Linked DNA regions of Zea mays: region 1 is linked to region 2. The links are chromatin contacts, called in public Hi-C maps. All regions are on one chromosome and are shown on one strand. The core of a region is the stretch at or near the end of the contact, and the rest is flanking DNA. Distances in the headings are between cores, read along the strand shown.

Region 1 (2,700 bases), core at 178-2,677, 310 kb after region 2:
GCAAAGAATTTTCTTTGCTGAGTGCCCCCCGTTTGACACTCGACAGAGCAAGCTTTGTCGAGTGCCCCCGTTGGACACCCGGCAAAAAAGCAGTGGTCTCAGAACTCAGCAAAGTCCTGCTCTCGGTAACGACGGCGTTTGCCGAGAGCAGGACTCTCGACACAGGAATACACTCGACGAAGGGCGGCTCTCGGCAAAGGGTCGTCAGCCGCCGTCTAAAGCTGACGGTTGTTACCTTTGTCGAGAGCCGAGTTCTGGCAGTCCGCAAAGAATTTTCTTTGCCGAGTGCCCCCCGTTTGACACTCGACAGAGCAAGCTTTGTCGAGTGCCCCTGTTGGACACTCGGCAAAGAAGCAGTGGTCTCAGAACTCAGCAAAGTCCTGCTCTCGGTAACGATGGCGTTTGCCGAGAGCAGGACTCTCGATACAGGAATACACTCGGTGAAGGGCGGCTCTCGACAAAGGGTCGTCAGCCGCCGTCTAAAGCTGACGGCCGTTACCTTTGCCGAGAACCGAGTTCTGGCACTCCGCAAAGAATTTTCTTCGCTGAGTGCCCCCCGTTTGACACTCGACAGAGCAAGCTTTGCCGAGTGCCCCCGTTGGACACTCGGCAAAGTATATTTTTATTTTTATTTTGCCAACCAAACTTTTTGCGGTATGTTTCTACACTATGTAGACCTACATGTACCATTTTATGACAATTATAAAAGTGTTTTCTATAACTATTAGATTTAGTTCGTTTATTTGAATTTCTTTGAAAAAATTCACATTTGAACTGCAAGTCACTTGAAACTTGGAAAATATGAATTATTCGAGGAAATACAATTAAACGAACAAAATCTAATATTTATAGCAAACACTTTTATAATTGTTCCAAAAATGGAACATGTAGGTCAACATAGTGTAGGAACAAACCACAAAAAGTTTGGTTGGAAAAAGAAAAAAATGAAAATAAACTTTGCCGAGTGTCAAATAAAGCACTCGCCCGGCCCAACACTCGGCAACGTACCATCTCTGTCGAGTGTCAGCGTCTTGCGCTCGGCAAAGGTAACGACCATCAGCTATAAACGGTTGCTGACGGTTCTTTGCCGAGCGTCACACTTCGCCGAGTGTTTAACATTCGGCAAATAAGTGTTTGCCAAGTGTCTGGCTATGCCAAGTATGCTAACCTCGGTAAAGGTAAAAGTTGCGGGTATTACCGGTATCGAGAGTCTTTATTTGCTGAGGGTGGCACTCGATAAAGCCGTCTTTGCCGAGTAACCGACAAAAAATAGTCGGCAAATAGTCGGATTCGGTTCATGCATCAACAGCGCTCGGACGCTCGGTGACTCAAGTCGACCAGCTGGCGCGAAGACACAGTGCGAGCACTACGTACGTACAGTTAGGAGAATATATCTGCCGCAGGATTAGCTGAGAGATGGGATTGTCATTGTCAACAGGTTGGTGTCGTGCAGTTATGATGCAAGCACGCACGTACGCACCAGTAGCAGCAGTACTCCATATGGTGCCGCCATGCATGTTGATCTCTGTGATTCGACCGACCCTCAAGTAGCTGCAAACCACACATCCAACAACTGCGGCCGCTATAAAGGCGCGACGACGACGTGACAAAGCCATGCGATCGACATGTGCATGCCACGCGCGCCGAGCAGCGGCCCGTTCTTCTCCTCTTCCAACGCAAGCACTGCCACCCCTTCAACTCGGCACACCCGAGCCAGTGCTTTGCATACTAATCTTCAATTTTCCACACATCAACCGTACGTGCTACGTAGGAGCCATGGTCGTTGCGGTTTCTTCACGACTTGAGCCGAGAGATCTAATTAAAATGAAGACGACGACAGCAAGGGCCCCATTGCACGGGGTGTGATGAGTGACCTCCATGGATCTACATACAAAGCATGTTGCTAGCTAGCAGCTACTTGCAAGTTATTGCAACAGCAACCTCTGCTTGAGAGCTCCAATCCATGTCTGAAACAACAACAACAATTAACCACTATATATATTATATATGGTCGCATTATTGCACCCGACCCATCAACTATTGCTGCATCTATAATCCTTGAGGTACTCTGTTAACCCAGTAGTCGCGTACTGTATTGCCATATATGCATCAGTTAAATACTCTCTCCGTTCATGAGCTTTTAACATACACTGTTCCTTGAATTAAAAGAAAAAACCATATGACCCTTTTTTTCCCGGTCCTTGGAGAGGTCCGATACGTTGCAGGAATTTCTTGGATGATATGGAATCTTGAGTCTGTCATATCAAAGCATAATGCGTGTTAATTTCTCCCGTACGTACGTGGTCTCCTGTCGAACCTAGGACCTGTATGACGATGATGATCAAATTATTGGATGAGTAGTAACCAGTAGATCGAGGAGGACAGCTTAAATTTGTTGTTTGAGTCTCTCTCTTGGAGCTATAGCCAGTCCAAATCGCCAGCTATCATCTGTTTGCGAATTCCGTTGGCAGTTGCATTGGTAGCTGAAACCTAAATGCTGGTGCTGGAACCTAGCTAGCTATTAAGACGCCTCCTTTGCCAGTAGTACGCAAACTACAATCAATCCCCTATGGGGAAAAAAAAAGCCAGAGAGAGAGCTGTGATTCACGAGTTAATGAAGAAATAGCCATAGCGAATATCTGAGCCAATCACACCACGCCTAAAGCTCTAGTGTTCGGTTGCGGAGCTAGTTAGCTGGGA
Region 2 (2,700 bases), core at 25-2,524:
GGGCGCTCGCGTCCCGTGTGGTCAGGACGCCGGCAACAGCCTTGATCGCCAACGGCACACCGCCGCACTTATCGGCTATCCCGTGGCCCACGCCCTTCAGCTCAGCGGCTGTAGCCTCGTCAGCTACAGAGGCCGCCGCGCGAAGCAGCAGCCAGGCACCGTCGCTGTCCAGCCTCTTGATGCGGTGGACGTGGCGGGCGCCCATCTCCCGAGCAATGCTGCCGTGCCGCGCCGTGACCACCACCTTGCTGCCGCGCCCAGCGCGCTGGAGCGGCCTCCTCAGCACGCCCTCCCACACCCCGCCGTACCGCGCGTCGTCCAGCACGAGCAAACACCTCTTCCCCTCCACCAGCCTGGCCAGCGCCTTCTCGAGGTCGGCGAAGCTCTCGCCGCCCGTCGTGTCGCCGCCGCCGAACGAGTCGACGACCTGGGAGAGCAGGCCGGCCTCGCTGTACTCCCTGGGAACGCGCAGCCACGACCTCGCCGCCCCGAAGCCGAGCCGTATCCTCTCGCTGCCGTACACCTTCCTGGCGAGCGTGGTCTTGCCGATCCCGTCGGGGCCGACAATGGCGACGATCGTGCAGCCGGTTTCCTCGCCGTCCATCTCCGTCAGCAGCCCGACGAGCGCGGCCGCGTCGTCCTCGATCCTTGAGCCAACGATGCCGGCGCCCGCGGCCCGGGTCCTCTGAGGTTTGCGGAGCCTATGTGCCGCGCGGTCAGGCGCTGGGTGATGGTCGCCGCCGAGGGAAGAGCGGAGCTGAAGCCGACGCTTCTCCTTGAGGATGACCTGCAGCTTCCGGTTCAGGCTGTTGATGTGAGCCGCGATGTCGACACAGGAGGACACGTCCGTGTCCGTGTCCGTGTCGCAGCAGGAGGATAGCAGCCTAGGAAGAGGCGCCTGCTGAGCAGGAAGAAAGAAAGGAGCCGAGTCAATGGACGAACCTGCAACAACAACAGATCCTGCAGAACCGGTGATCGTACCTGCTTCTGTTGGTCGTGGGCCCTGCGCCGGCGTGCGGCGACCCTGCACCGGTCGACGGCCCCGTCCGCCTCGTAGGCGGCAGCCCGCACATTGGCCAGCCACCGCGCCGCGCCGTCGTCCCCGCACGCGGCCCGCGCCTCGGCGTCCCGCACCGCGGCGCCCACCCGCTCCAGCCTCGCCAGCAGCGCCTTCGCCTCCGTCGCGACGCCCATCCGCCGCGCCACCTCCCCCGTCACCAGCCCGCGCCACCGGACCGCGGTGTCCGGCACGAACGCGCTGAGCACCGCGGCCATGGCTCAGCCGTCACGAGACCGACCAACAGGGCGGCGGTTACGGCCCCCGGATCTCTCGCGGAGAAGACTAGTCGGTCGTTGTGGATGTAGATTAGAAAAACAAGATGTAGCAGTTTCTCGAGAATCAAAACGAGAGAAGCGACGCCCGCCGGCCGTCGTTCAACGTGCGTCGGTCAGAATGTGATCACGTCCCGGCAATCTTATATTAGTATTGGATAAGGCAAAATGTGTATATTATTAGAGGTATATATATAAGGACGAAATGGTCTCGTCATCTTGATAACAGCTAGTAGACCAGAGAATCTTTTCGCGACTGAATCTTCCGGCGGCGCGCCGCGCGCGTGTATACGCACGTAACGTGTATGTCGTCCGCTGATGTGAGATCTCGTATTGCTTTTTATAGAACGTTGCAAACTTGCAATCGAACAGTTCGTGTCAACCACGGAACGCGTTTAATTAAAGAGACAGAGATAGAGGGCAGGGCTGTCGCCTGCCGGCTGTCGCGACAGACGGTGTGCGCTTTGAAAATGCGGCTTGTACAGCGAGCGGGCTGTGTGCAGGGCCGTAGCGGAGGGTGCGACCGCAGGCGCCTAAAAAAACAGAGGGTCTCTTGATCATTGGACACTAGCAATTTTTCTTGTTAAACATATTTATTCTAAGCACAAATACGCAAAGAGCCCTACACTATCGACCAGTTTCGTTTAAATTGTTAAACTAATGTCTCAATTACTTATCGAATACTTAATCCGTTTCAAAATAGTATTTTTTAGTTTTTGATTTTTATGTTTATATTCAACTGTATAACGATGAATCCACTAAAGAAGTAAAACAAATTCTATTTTGATATAGAGAGAGTTTTATTTACTATACATATGATGGTTGCATCGATAGAGAGAAGCTTTTTTAAATTGAAATATTTTTGTGAATTATTTATGGTCAACAATAACTCAATAGAGGTTAAATAGCTTGTCGATTCTATATATCGAAAAAAGTTGTTGGATGAGATTGATCTCAATAATATAAGCGATGACTTTGTATCACAAAATGTTAATAAATATTTTTAATGATATCAGATAACAAGTAAGTGTTTTCGCTATATTTTACATTTGTTATCTTCTAACATCAAAACATTGCATAATAATTTTTATATATTAAATATTCGATACTACATGTATAATTATATATATTTGTGTGTGTATGGACTTTCATATCGGATTTCGCACTGGTACCCAAAAATTAGGAACAGCCTGTCTGTGTGGTGATGACATGGTCTGATGGGTCGGGTTTAATTAAGATGGACGAGATGCTGGCCGTCGTTGAACGGAAGCCGGAGGAGGGGCTGAGTCGGATGGCTTTTGGGGTAAGCAAAAGTCGGCGTCGCGAGGCCGATGGGACGGGGCACCCGGACCTGTCACGAAGGAGGTG

What was found. A called contact is a pair of places that touch in the nucleus more often than the background predicts.
Region 1: a Hi-C map of ear shows a contact between it and region 2, with 2.6 times the contacts expected there. The contact joins the enhancer-like site here to the promoter of LOC103645359 in region 2. A contact is called at or near these places in 2 of 25 Hi-C or Micro-C datasets (ear and tassel).

What each region holds. Positions count from the first base shown.
Region 1 is chr1:238,536,809-238,539,508 of Zm-B73-REFERENCE-NAM-5.0, forward strand. No RefSeq gene overlaps it. Among protein-coding and RNA genes, the nearest start is that of LOC118476139, 29 kb to the left of the region's middle. Within about 2 kb of position 1,428, at least 12 of the 20 cell types and tissues checked have an H3K27ac peak or open chromatin away from gene starts, as enhancers often do. A contact at or near this core is called in ear and tassel, where this site is marked.
Region 2 is chr1:238,230,984-238,233,683 of Zm-B73-REFERENCE-NAM-5.0, forward strand. LOC103645359 reads right to left here and starts at 1,275. Exons shown (of 3, transcript XM_023300942.1): 1 at 982-1,275; 2 at 1-901. The coding sequence starts at 1,275.